4 separate regions of the Mus musculus genome follow, and all the other regions are linked to region 4. Evidence: chromatin contacts called from public ChIA-PET, HiChIP or PLAC-seq and promoter capture Hi-C data. All regions are on one chromosome and are shown on one strand. Each heading gives the region's core, a stretch centred on a gene start, on an enhancer-like site or on the middle of the called end of the contact. The rest is flanking DNA. Distances are from core to core; before and after follow the strand shown.

Region 1 (3,067 bases), core at 517-3,016, 500 kb after region 4:
TTTTATCCTGCTTAGGGCCAGTGTAGAGGAATTTTAATCCAGCAACATGGCTGCTCTGGCCAGAGATCACATTAGCTTAGGAAAGGAAAAGAACAGGTCTGTGTGAATTGCCTGGAGGACACACTTTTAATCCCTCTGACCGGAATACAAACCTGTCTTTAGTGCACACCTTTAATCCCAATCAATGACATCTACTTGAGGGACAGACAAAGTGATGAATCAGAGAAAGAGTTGACAGAATGAGCCAGAGATAGGATGCACCCAACTGACAGGAAAGGAGCATCGAAGAGACTGGGGCTGGGCCAGAGGGAGTGAATCAGCTTAGTCCGTTCAACTCCTGCAGTGCAGTTGAGTTCAGCAGAGTTCATTCATGAGTTCCGTTCCATTTGTGCAGTGCATGCAGGCCAGCAGAGCCAGAAAATAAGGAGCCAGAAGATTAGAACAAATTGCCAAATTGTTAGAGGCCAAGCAGAGCGAATCAGTGGGAAGCTGAGAGAAGCCAGATTGAATCAGTCAGCTTGGAGAGGAGTTTGAGCCAGAAGAGCTGAGTTGAACCAGCCAGCCAGAGTTCAGAAAGAACTGGAAAGGGTGAGTTTATGCAGCAGCAAATCTAAAGCATTCTAGATTAGATTGTATCTAGGCTAAAAGTTTCCAGGCCTAGGGCTAGGGATACATAGAACAGAGAACGGAAATCCGTGGGCTCAGCCCAAGCTGTGTATTCGCACAGCTGTGTATGGCTCTCTTTTCATCCCATCCCATCATGAGGAAATAAATGTTTCTTTTACAGGCCAGTAACATTTTGTCTTTTTGTCGTATTTTTTATTTTCCTGATTTTCTCAGTGACCTGAGTGGTCAGCATGTTCTGGTATGTCAATATCTACTAGATTAAATGACATCACAGATTACAAACTTTTAGCCTTTTTAAAATGCCATTAAACATAATGACTTGTTCTGTAATTAAAATTAAAATTTATCAGATAATAAGCAACCTTTAACAGAAGTCAGGTTTTCTCCAAGTGGATAATTTACAGGAACATGGTTGATTTTGTTTGTTTGTTTTAAACAAAACAAAACATTCTTCCAGCTTTCTTCTTGACCATCTTATGAAAGAATGTTTTTCTCGGTATAAGTGATCAGTAATACAGAGATCAAGGAGGTTTTCAGGTGGAAAGAGCATTTTTCAGATAGATGATAAAGTTACATTGTTGTGTAACTTGAGTATAGCAAACGGAACAAATCCCGACAGCTGTACAGCCTTTCTCAGGCATTGCCAGGCTCTAATCATTTGTGGAAATTTGAACTGCCGTGCTTTTGAAACCACAAATTTGAACCCACACATGTGTCTTGAGCTATTTGGCCGTTGACTAGGCCCGTGATTGCTGACTGATCTTGGGGAACTGTATGTTCTCTCTGTGCTTGGATTCTCTCTGGACACCCGGGCTAAGGTGAGAAAGGAGCGTGGGGAGGATTGATGTGGCTCCAGGAGCCTATTCCGGAGCTTCAGCAGGTATCACTAGCCTGAAAGTTGAATAAAAGACCTGGAAAGCTCAGGTGTGGACGGAGGGTAGGGGTGGGGCGTGTAAAGACGACCTCCCAGCTAGCACTGGCGTGTTCCCTCAAGAGTTAGCAGCACACTTTATAGAAGCAGTAGCTAGGCTGCAGTAGCAGCTCTAACACGCGCTGAGCTCCGTTTCCTAGGCAACCACCATGACTTCCGGTTTGACTCCAGGTTGGCTAGTGGCCTGACTCTGTCACGGGAACCGCCACGATTCTGCAAGATGGAGAGTGAACATAACTCGGTGGCCAGCTGGGGCCAGGGTCGAAGTCCAGCCGCCGGAGGTCTTGAGTCAGGACGGTCCCTGGGGACAGTGCTATCAGGAGGGACCTCGGAGACTGGAGGAGCCTGAGTGCCGAGCCCCAGAGGGTGCACCGGCCCCCAGTAGCTCTCCGCAGCCGCCAAGCTGGAGCTGGACGTGAAGACCGGGAGCGTCGGGCCGGTGGCTGCGGCACAGAGGCTCCACCAGGCGGAGACCCGGGCGGAGAGCGAGCAGGCCACGGTGGCTTCCCGGCGGAGTGGCCGGACCAGGAGCGTGCTGCGCTGGTTCTCCACCGCGGTCATGTATGCCGCCTTCCTGGGGCTGGTGAGAGCCGAGGCTGCACCCCTCCCAGGCTGGGGCGCGAGCCTCCTGCAGGGGACCTGCCCTTCCCAGCTGGACTCTCACATTCGCTGCCTGCATGTTGTGTGACCTTGATCGCTGGGGCTTCAGTTTCATCCGCTTAACACATAGGCACTATTCTAATCACCGAGGGTCACTGTCAAGAGCGCGGGTGATTTTTGCCTAACATGATTTCCCCCTACAATCTATCTTTGTAGGGCTCCTCTTAGTACTAGGGAGACAAAAAAAGAGAATGCCAGGATCTGTAGCCACTGTCCCCTACACCTTAATTATTATACAGAGAAATACTTGGCTGGGGTGGGGGCTCTCTTTCTAGTGGCTTGATTAAATTACACCAACTGCTTGATTTTTACAGATTTTACAGATATAATGGCAAGAGCAAAATGACTTTTTCTTGTTCATACAAATGTTTAAGCGGTTGAGTCAAGCGCAGCCCTTACTCTGGTACAGCCCTCTTCAAACTAACTTCCATTGTATAAGTGATTTTCATGGAGCAAAGTACAAGGCTGTATGCGCTTTTTACAGATCCTGGAGCTACCCCCAATTCAGTGTTTGTGGCAAAGCTCCCCATTCCCTATCACTTCATGGTTGTAGGCCAACAGGGTCGAGAGGGTGAGTCCCCAGAGGAGAATAGCTTACTCTCTTCTAGACTCTGAGCCACACTCATTTCTTAGATTGTACTAATGGGACGGGATAAAGAAATCCCTGCAGATGCTTACTGAGCGCTCGCTCCCTGGGCTGGGTTTTGAGTCTTTGGAAGACGTGAAGTGTTTTCACTCTTCGTGTGTGAGCTACTTATTGCGAACCTGCGCTCACTCTGGTTCGTACCAATGCTGTCTAGGTAAGGTGCACAATTAACTTTGGAGCACAATGGTACAATTAGAATCGGT
Region 2 (3,227 bases), core at 715-3,214, 300 kb after region 4:
GTAGATCTCGAGTTCAAGGCCAGCCTGGTCTACAGAGAGAAACCCTGTTTCAAAAAACAAGCAACAACAACAACAAAAAAACAAGCAACAACAAAAACCAAAACAAACAAAAGAGGAATGAATTTTCTTTTATATGTAATATATAGTAAGTACATGGATCTTATGAAGTTAAACTCGGGAGCGTAGCGATCCATTCCTAGTTAGGCTCATGGTTTAAATGCTGTCTTTCATAAGTGGTAACATTTATTCACAATCTGAAGTTTTCAACTTGGGCACTGTTCTATGACCAAAAACCTCTGGCTGCCCCTATATTGTTTTGGTTATTAGTTGCCAAATTACTAGCATAACCTCCCTTGGGAACCTACAGTGTACTACTTGTTTGAATAGGATTGTGAAGTAGGAAGTAGCAAGGTGTGGTAAGACAGCCTAGAAAGGCTGCAAGAGTGTCACTTCAGATTGTCCTGTCAAACGTTGCCGTCACCTTACAGGTGTGAGATCAAGGCAGTTTCCCTGGCTGGTGGGGTTTCTGTTTGTCTCTGTTTTTGAGACAGGGCTCACTATGAGCTTTGGCTGTCCTGGAGCTCCCTACCTCTGCCATCCAAGTGCTGGGATTAAAGGCCCGTCATCTGACCGCCATCAGGCCCAGTTTTCCATTTACATTGGGTGATTGAAGCCCAAAGGGGTTTCATTGTTTAACATATGGTAACATACATGTGGTAGGTAAAACTCAAGATTAGGTTTAAGAGCATAGAGAGAAAAAATAGTGTGTGTAATGGAAAGTTATATAACTCAGTGGGGGTTTTGTGTGTTGCCTGCATTAAGAAGGGTTTTAATTAACCCAGGCTGGATTCAGACTTGCTATGTGACCAGGGCTGAGTTTGAACTTCTGATCTTTCTGCTTCTACTTCCCAAAAGTGCTGGGGTGACAGGCATGATGCACTGTGCCCAGCTGAGCTGGTGCATTTTCAAGGCTTGTGATATGTGTTAAATTATAGTATACTATATTATATATTATAATATTGTGTTATAGTATATGCATATTGTTCATCTCTTCAGCTCTCCTCTAAAAAGGGGACAGACCTTGAAGGTCTAGTATAACTAAATGTCCTTTTCCTGTGGGTTGGAAAAAGGCTTTTACCAACTCCCTGTGTGGTCAGCAACTCCTGCTTCCAAAGCTCAAAGGTCTCACACTGGATGGACGTGTGGATTCAAGGCATAACGTGACACTGATTTACCGGATCAGTTACTGTCTTGATCCTCAGTTGTGGATGTAGCAACAAGAATGAGATAGCATATGTGTAAAAATTTTGAGATTGTTTTAATACATATTGACTATCTTAAAAATAGCATAGATTCTCTAGATTTTGGTACTTATATAATTACACTTGTTTGTTTTGTCTTTAATCTCATAGACTAGTAAGTGCCCCGAGGGAACAAAACCGATGTTGATATTTGCTGGTGATGATTTTGATGTAACAGAAGACTTCAGAAGATTAAAAAATCTTCTTATTGGTAAGTGCTAGTAGAACTCACCTTGTTAACAATTGCTGTTTTTGAGATCTGCCTTTTCTGTGTGGTTAATCTTGTTCACATTGTTTTTCTGAGCAGACTGTAAACTCTCATCATATCTTTATGCTCCTTCTCCCTGGACTCTGGATGAGTGGTATTTTTTGCTTTTGTTTCTCGCTTTGTTTGTTTGTTTTAAGACTGGATTTCTCTGCATCCTGGCTGTCCTGGAACTCTATAGTTTGTTGAGACCAGGCTGGCCTCAAACTCAGGGAACTAACTGCCTCTCTTCCTGAATGCCGGGGCTAAGGGGCCATGCCACTCCACCTCATTCTCTTGTCTTAAAGCCTCTCCACCAAGCAAGATAGTTCTTCATTGCTCCCCCTCACTCAGGTTCTGAGGGCAGAGCAGCCTGCCTGGCTGTCAGCTGTCATGCTAACGGCCTCCTGCCCACTTCCTGTACCGTGGACAATCTGTGTTCCTGCTGAAAGCTCTCAGCGTTGTCGTCTTCTAAACTTGTTCTAGAGTGGCCTGGCAAGCTCTGCGTGTGGTGTCTAGGGCTCCTCTACCTGGGCAGGCCCAGCCTCTCCACACTCCTTCCACAGCTCCGTTTCTGATCTCTGCCTTCTGAGTCCTGGGATCACAGGACTGCACCTGTGCCCAACCCTATCTGTCATTTTCCCAGCCAGAAAGTACTTAGTTATTTCCTAGTTAATGGGATGCTAGACTTTGTAGGGTATTGGTTTTTTGTTTGTTTGTTTTTTTAATTACATTTTTGTTTGTATGTGGGGGCTGGGGCACGCTCATGTTGAGTTGGTACTCCACCATATGGGTCACAGGGATTAAATACAGGTTGGCTTGGTGGCAAGCATTGTAGCCTGCTGAGCCGTCTCACAGCTGTGATGAGTTTGGTGGTATAGGAATCTCAAGTCTGTTTGTTCTAAAGCCTTGTGTAGAGCGCAGCCCTATGCCCTCATAACTGGCATTGTGGAGTTACATTTAGAAATCTGTGGTCAGTTAAAACTTAAGATTGTAAAATATCATTAATTCCCAACTCTGAAATCCCAAAGTTTTGTATATAATGCCCTTCATAATATAAGTACCGTATAACATGCTTTTAAAATGTTATCTGCAAAGCACAGTAGGGAGTGAGTTAGCTTATAATAACTTAGTGAGTCAGTTTATTGTAACTTGTTTTCTTTAGTATCTTTTAAAAGATTGTTTTATATAATTTGTGGGTGTTTTGTCTGCATGTATGTTTGTGCATTATATACATGTCTCATGCTGGTGGAGGCCAAAGAGTACAACATCAGATACCCTGGGAATGGAATTACAGACAGATGGGAGCAGCCATGCAGGTGCTGGGAATCAAACCCAGGTCCTCTGGTAGAGTTATGATCTTACTATGGGAGCCATTTCTTCAGACCCCCAATTTCTTCTTTAAAGAACTGGTTTGTTGAAAATATGTTACAGCTGGGCAGTGGTGGACCATTCCTGTAGGCAGGCAGATCTCTGGGTTTGAAGCCAGTCTGGTCTACAGAGTGAGCTCTAGGACATCCAACAAACCCTTCCCAGAGAAACCCTGTTGAAAAACAAAAAGCAAGCAAGCAGGCAAGGAAGGAAAGACAGAAAGTAAGTTAGCTGTAACTGTTCCTCTTACGTTTTCTGGAGTCACGCTTTGTGTGTGTTTATTGGTTGGTTTAGGCAGCTTCTTGCTGTAG
Region 3 (3,078 bases), core at 88-2,587, 430 kb after region 4:
GCTATTTGAGAGGCCAGCAATCCCTAGACATTTGATTCACTAAGATAGAAATCTGTTAGATAGAAACTTGCTGTTTGGGTTGGCATTTTCTTAATTAAGACTTGTTTGTGCATGTCTATTTTAGGAAGAGACCTAAGAGTGTCTCCAGAGGTTTATTGTGACCTTTTATAGAAGGTGGCTGCCTCTGATGGGTAGCATATGATTCCAGACTAGTAAATCCCTTGCTTCTAGTTTTTGTGGTCTTGGGCAAGTTACTTAACACATGCTTTGCCTCAGTTTCATCATCTCCATGGAGGTTAGAATACTTTGACATGGATTGTTGTGAGAGCTGGGGTGGAGGACACAGGTCTATAATCCTAGCACTTACACAGAGACAGGAGAATCACAAGTTTGAGGCCAGCTTGGTCATTTCAGTGACAATGAAGCAGACTGAGAGTGAGACCCTGACTCAAGCAAAGCCTTGGTTGGGGCTGTGGTGTAGCTCAGTGGTAGAGTACTTGCCTAGCATGCACGGGGCTCCAGGTCCCCAGAAGAGAGTTGTAAGGATTAAACACATATAATAACTATAAATACAGATACAAACGCATATAAAGCTCTGAAGTAGGGCTCGGTACATAATGAACACTTAATAAATGTTACGTAGCTCTGCTGGGATGCAGAAGGGACAGTGGTTTGAGAATAACAGGAAGTTTACCTTGGAATTTGTCCTGACCTACTTAAATTACTTGTACTCAAGTAAACCCTTTAAAGTAATCACCAGCCTTCACCTTTCTCTTGAATGGGAGAACAGTGTAGCTCAAGTAACCTCAGTTAGTCTTTATTGTTCCATGGCTGGCAAGGTAGAATATTCATTTTCAACTTTTAAAGCCACACATGTAGGGATAGCAAGATAAACTTTATGGCGTTCTGAAATTCCACAAAGCAATCTATTAATTAAAGATTAATGTGATTGTGGCCCAGGCAGACCAGCTAGGGGCACACGTCTGCCCCAGCCAGGGGAAGCTATGCTTTGATTTGTCTCAAGGAATCTGCCTGTGTCTTGTATAGTTGATCTACAAATTCAATCTGTTCCTAGGCATTTTGATCACAGTTTCCAATCATGAGCTATATTTTTATGACCCTGAAGAGTAGTGCTCTCTTTGTGTTATTTGTTAGGTAGTTGTACTGCTGTGTTCATGTGATTTTAGAGACTTAGTCATAGGCCTTGATTGGTTCACTACCATTGATGACAGGTTTCTTTACAAAATGTTGATTTTGTGTGTGTGCATGTGAGCATGAGCTCATCGCACCCCAGAGGGTGGGGTTGGATTCCTTGGAGCTGGAGACATTTGTGAATCACTCAGTGCGGGGTGCTGGATTATACATCCAGTCCTCTGAGAGAGCAGTAACTGCTCTTAGCCACAGAGCCCTCTCTCCCCCTGATAAGTTACTTTATAGGATTAGTGATTGTATGTACTTGTAGTAAAAAAGGATCAGGTTTCTAGAGAGCCTATGCCTTGCTGCTTTCTCCAGAAGTCCTATTACAAAGGCAACAGCTTTTAACTCATTTATTTCTCATGCTTATCTTCATATTTCTTATTTTTGTATTTTTTAAATAATATGCCTATATGGTTATATTTTGGATTTTTAAACTTAGACTTTCTCTACAGATATCCTTCAACGGAATCTATCACATTATCTTAATTGGGCTGTGTGAAGGTGTTTGGTTAAATCAGTTAAAAGGTAATTTAACATACACTAAATGAGGTACTCTACTCAAATTCCAGCCTCACTATACTCAACGTTTGTGTGAATGTTTTCTCATCTGGGCAGGTACCTCTTTAAATGACTTAAATGGCTTAATGTTATGGTTCGTGTTTATTCCCCTGAGTTCATCTGTTAGGGTTTGGAGACACAGTCTCCCTCTAGTATATGCCCTGGCAGCTAGTGCATGTTTTCCTGTCATTGCAACACAACACAGGCTAAGATAGGTAATAGAAAGCATCTTGACTCTGTCTGACATCATGTGCATTAAATAAATTCCAATTGTCAGCTAGTCAGTGGTAGCACACACCGTTAATCTTAGCAATGGGGAGGCAGAAGCAGACAGATCTCTGAGTTCGAGTCCAGCTTGCTCTATAGATCTACTTCCAGGATATCCAGGGCCACACAGAGAAACCCTGTCTCTAACCTTCCCACCCCCCCAAAAGCTGTAAAACCATTACAGTTGTCATAACCAACATTAGTGGACATCAGTATCTCCCTCTTCATTTAAGGAAGAGGCTGGTATGAGTTAGAAGTGAGCTGGTCAGCTGCAAACCCTTCTTCCAGGCCTTGCCTGGTATGTTTATGTTATTGATAAGAATAGAATTTGGAGCCCCTGAGGACAGGTCACTAAGAAAGACAGCAGAAGCCCAGTGGGGCTTCTTAAGCAGACTTAGCTTCTTCTACCAAAGGCTAGGCCTTTACCCCAGAGCAGCCACTGAGACTTTGGGGACAGTTCCTGCTTTGGCTCTGATGGAAGAGGTCCTGACTGGGTCAGAGGTCAATGGATGAGGAAGGTTCTTGTGTTACAAATCTCTACTTGCACAATATCAGGATAGTTGTTTTTAATTTGTTCTTTGGGTTCCTATTTGTGCTTTCCATACTATCACAACATACTGTGTTGCTTTTTAAATTTTATAACATCCAAAATTATAAATGTGAGGTATCTTTTTCAGAAAAAGTATTTGTTATATTTCTCGGCTCTGTTGAAAGGAGTTCTTTCCAGCAAGTAGTGGTCAAACCTAGCAATACCTTGAGATTGTTTCTAGCTTACTTGACTTCTGCCCCAAATAATCTGTTCAAAATTCTCTGGTTTTTGGGACCACATTTGTAATTCCAGCATTTGCAAGGCAAAAACAGTTGAGGGTCTCAGCACAAGTTTAAGGCCACTAGGATTGCATAGTGACTTCTAGGCTAGCCAGGGTTAAACAGTGAAACCTTGTCTCAAACAAAACAAAACAAAACAAGGGGCTGGAGAGGGGGCTTAGTGGCTAAGACTGCTGCCTGCTTTTTCCAGAAGACACAGGTTCAGTTCCCTGTACTCACATGGCAGCT
Region 4 (3,253 bases), core at 240-2,739:
AACCTAAACTAAGATAGTGTTCCAGTGTACTCCAGCTTAGTTTTTGAGATGGGGCTCCTCACGAACCTGGTGGAGCTTAAACCATTTTGGCCAGAATAACTGGAAGACTGTGGGGCTGTGGGTGTGGGGGGAAGAGGGGAGTGGGAGAGAGCCCGTGTCCCATCAGAGTTCCGGTGCTCTGGGTGGGCAGATGAGGGAGGACTGCCGCACGCTTTCCACGCAGCCCTGGGTGAGTGTCTAGCTGTGTGAAGCCATGGACCCCAGCTCTGTGGGTGGTGGACAAGGGGCAGTCCTAGGCACCAGGTTCCCAGCTTCGGGTATCCCATACACCAATGGAAACCTCAGAAGAGCTGAGAACAGAATAAGGACCCCGGGACAGCCCTGAGCCCCAGGGCCGAAGTGAGCAGAGGGCAAGGGGAGAAGGCGCTTGATGGTTCCCACATGGGCTGGAGTGCAGGAAGACTGTCCAGCGGGAGTTTAGACATGGCTCATTAGGAGAAAGCCTATCCGATCGTTCAAGCACGGCAGGCCTTGATGAGCAGAGACAAGTCTATGGTTTTAGAGCTTTATTGTAGAAGGCAGGGGGAAGGAGAAAAGGTAGAAAGAGAGAGGCTGGCCATGGACACATGCGGGGGGGGGGGGTGGCGGGGGGGGGAGAGAAAGAGGGCTAGAGAAGAGAGTAAGAAAGGTGAAAGCTTAAAGAGAGCAAGGAGGGACCAAGCAGCCCCTCTTATAGTGGGCTGGGCTATCACTGTGTAACTGTGGGGAGGAGCATACCTGGCTATAGTCAGGTAACTGTTGGGGTGGAGTCTAGCCAGAATGCCAGAAGCTTGGGGCATTGTCTGTGTGATTGGTAGTCACAGAATTTTATGGAGTTGGAGGCTCTGTGGTTTCAGGCACCAAATTCTGGGAACATGGCTTGCTTTTCCATCCCTTGTAGAGTTTCCTACTGGGTTGCTGAAGCAAGCCCCATTCAACCAAAATAGACTGCCTATCACAGTCCCACAGCAGACAAGTCCACAGAATCCACCTGTCTCTGCCTCTGTCAATGCCAGGGGCTGCAGTTACAGACCCACATAGCTACACCCAGCTTTTACATGAGTAGTGGGCATTAGAACTCCTGTCCTTGTGCTTGAAGATCAAGTACCTTACCACCCCCTGCCCCAGCCCTTGAGCCCTACCCTTTTAATTATTGTTTTTATCAGCCATTTAAAAAATACATTACCAACTTAAAATTTTCCTATTGGGTCTGTGCTGCTGGCTGGTAAAACAGAACTGCATAAGAGCAGGGTGCATACGCATATACTGTAACTTTTATTTTAACAAAAAGTGTCCCAAACAGTTGTAAAATGATCCACACTATCACCTTTTTTCTTTACAGAAATACAAAATGTGGGAGACCTCGTTTTTTCTAGCCACTTTATTAACTCTGAAAGAATGTGCTGGTCGCCTGCTCACGTGTGCCTTCAGTCCTCTCTGCAAGGGCAACTGTGTGTCAGCAGCACTTCCTGTGTTCATAGCAACCTTCTGCACAAAGCTGCCCCAGGGCAATACCATGTCCGATGTCCCGCTTTTCTTCTGCAGCCTGGAAGCCCCCACCGGAAGTGGGTTCTGAACTCATAGAAACCACACCCACATACAGAAGGTACTCAGAAAATGTTGCTGAGGGGGCAGGGTCCTTGTCCCTCAACATTCCTCGATTTTCCCTGCCACTCAGGACAAGGCAGTCCTGTGTCCTGCGACTGCACTGCAGATAGACTTCTGTAGCCTTCAGAAGAATCTAGAACTCAGCTGTCCTGGGAAGAAGATGGTAGCAATATTTGTACTCGCTGTACTAGCAGTGTTGTGGACTACCTTCCCCGGCATCACTTTCTAAAGAGTAACTGGAAAGTCTACCTGAAATTACCTGAAGTTGTAACATTCAGACTGAAGTGTGCAGCCAAACCTTACATTTTTTTTAGAGAGACCAGAACTCCCTGGGAAGACCATGGCACACTTACAGAGAGGCGCTGTTACCCACAAAGAATGATGGCTCACCTCTCACCTAGTCTAAACAGGATCTTCCTCTGACCTCTCAGAGTGTGGTGTGTGTCCCAGGAAATTGCCAGTCCTGGGGACAAGTGACTCAGGACTGAGGAAGCTAAAGGTGGGAAGTCACTGATGGCTTTCAGCTAGGGACCACAGGGCAAAAGAAAGCTGTGATAGATCTGCACCAAGAGTAGTCCGGAACTTTTGGGGGCCGGATTGGAGTGACTGGACAGGACTACATAGAGATTCACTGTTTCAAAAGAGAAGGAGGAAGAGGAGGAGGAAGAGAGAATCTTGCCTCCCATCCTCACATTGTCTGTAAAGATTAACTAGAAAGCAGCCAGTGACTTAAACACAAGAGTCAGATTTTATAAGTCTGTAACTTTTAAAAATGTATAATTATTGGTGTGTGTGACGGGAGGGTGTGTCAAAGGACAATTGGGCAGAATCCGTTCTCTCCTTGGGTCCTGGGGATGGAACTCAGGTCACCAGGGAAATCGCCTCTACTGAGCCATCTCAGCAGTCCCAAATCTAAAAAATTTAAAGATAACTGCTCTGCCTGTTAATTTCTGAGCGATAATGTTATAATCAGTGCCTTGTGCCTTGACACAGCCCACATTTATTATCTCCCGATTCCCATGGGCCAGGCTCCTCTGCTTGGAGTCTCAATGGCTGCCATCAAGCTCCTAGACATGTGATCTCTTGATGCCACAAAGCCAGATTCTCCAGCTAGATGGGCACAGTTTCTTATGTAACAGTCATGTAATCACCGGTGCAGCCATCCGCTGTACAGCATTCTGCCTAGCAGCAAGCCACAGATCTTGCCCACAGTCGAAGCCAAAAAGCAGTAATGTAACGATGAAGAGAAGCACAGTTACCCTGCCCTGTCTGTACATGGACCCCACGGTAGAATGAAAACCTACGGAGGAGGAAACCCTGCCTCTGACTGTATTTGGCTTCTTGTCACTTTTCCTGGAGTGGTGCTGCCTGGACCCTCCCATTTACCCTGTATCCTGTATTACAAACAACCTGGAGGCAGACCAAAGTGCTTACGAGAATACAAAGAACTTGAGGGTCTGTGAAGGCCCTGGAAACAGATTCCCAGGGATCTCTAAGGAGAGCAGATAGGAGGCTTTTCTGAATGGGGAAGATGGATACAGGATCACGCAGACCATCTGTTTGCATAAAATCTTTTCTCTGTGGATGTTCCTTGGGCTCCCTGTCT

What was found. Promoter capture Hi-C pulls out the DNA fragments that hold promoters and counts their contacts. ChIA-PET counts read pairs in DNA pulled down with a chosen protein or histone mark. HiChIP or PLAC-seq counts read pairs in DNA pulled down with a chosen protein or histone mark.
Region 1: a contact with region 4 is called in a promoter capture Hi-C map of pre-B cells, with 4 times the contacts expected there. The contact joins the promoter of Mfsd4b1 here to the enhancer-like site in region 4. A contact is called at or near these places in 3 of 39 promoter capture datasets (the 3T3-L1 cell line, hippocampal neurons and pre-B cells), 3 of 115 datasets of contacts at active chromatin or transcription factors (T-cell acute lymphoblastic leukemia, double positive thymocytes and memory CD8 T cells) and 2 of 9 other capture datasets (adipose tissue and liver).
Region 2: a contact with region 4 is called in an RNA polymerase II ChIA-PET map of memory CD8 T cells, with 98 read pairs. The contact joins two enhancer-like sites. A contact is called at or near these places in 2 of 39 promoter capture datasets (erythroid cells and neural stem cells), 1 of 15 datasets of contacts at CTCF or cohesin (the NIH/3T3 cell line), 15 of 484 Hi-C or Micro-C datasets (CD4 T cells, CD8 T cells, the MNK3 cell line and 9 more), 27 of 115 datasets of contacts at active chromatin or transcription factors (the 230-238 cell line, the HPC-7 cell line, the SCID.adh cell line and 21 more) and 2 of 9 other capture datasets (adipose tissue and liver).
Region 3: a FOXA1 HiChIP or PLAC-seq map of pancreatic cancer cells shows a contact between it and region 4. The contact joins two enhancer-like sites. A contact is called at or near these places in 1 of 15 datasets of contacts at CTCF or cohesin (the NIH/3T3 cell line) and 1 of 115 datasets of contacts at active chromatin or transcription factors (pancreatic cancer cells).

Annotation. Positions count from the first base shown.
Region 1 is chr10:40,023,967-40,027,033 of GRCm38.p6, reverse strand. Mfsd4b1 (major facilitator superfamily domain containing 4B1) reads left to right here and starts at 1,766. Exons shown (of 4, transcript NM_144821.4): 1 at 1,766-2,141. The coding sequence starts at 2,118.
Region 2 is chr10:40,231,393-40,234,619 of GRCm38.p6, reverse strand. It overlaps Rpf2 (ribosome production factor 2 homolog), which reads left to right. Exons shown (of 10, transcript NM_023323.3): 7 at 1,413-1,512. Among named protein-coding and RNA genes, the nearest start is that of Rpf2, 14 kb to the left of the region's middle. Within about 2 kb of position 1,964, at least 58 of the 459 cell types and tissues checked have an H3K27ac peak or open chromatin away from gene starts, as enhancers often do. A contact at or near this core is called in CD8 T cells, the HPC-7 cell line, the SCID.adh cell line and 5 more, where this site is marked.
Region 3 is chr10:40,093,155-40,096,232 of GRCm38.p6, reverse strand. All of the region lies in intron 1 of Slc16a10 (solute carrier family 16 (monocarboxylic acid transporters), member 10), which reads left to right. Among named protein-coding and RNA genes, the nearest start is that of Gm25613, 15 kb to the left of the region's middle. Within about 2 kb of position 1,337, at least 70 of the 459 cell types and tissues checked have an H3K27ac peak or open chromatin away from gene starts, as enhancers often do. A contact at or near this core is called in pancreatic cancer cells, where this site is marked.
Region 4 is chr10:40,526,062-40,529,314 of GRCm38.p6, reverse strand. No RefSeq gene overlaps it. Among named protein-coding and RNA genes, the nearest start is that of Slc22a16, 43 kb to the left of the region's middle. Within about 2 kb of position 1,489, at least 118 of the 459 cell types and tissues checked have an H3K27ac peak or open chromatin away from gene starts, as enhancers often do. A contact at or near this core is called in CD8 T cells, the HPC-7 cell line, the SCID.adh cell line and 9 more, where this site is marked.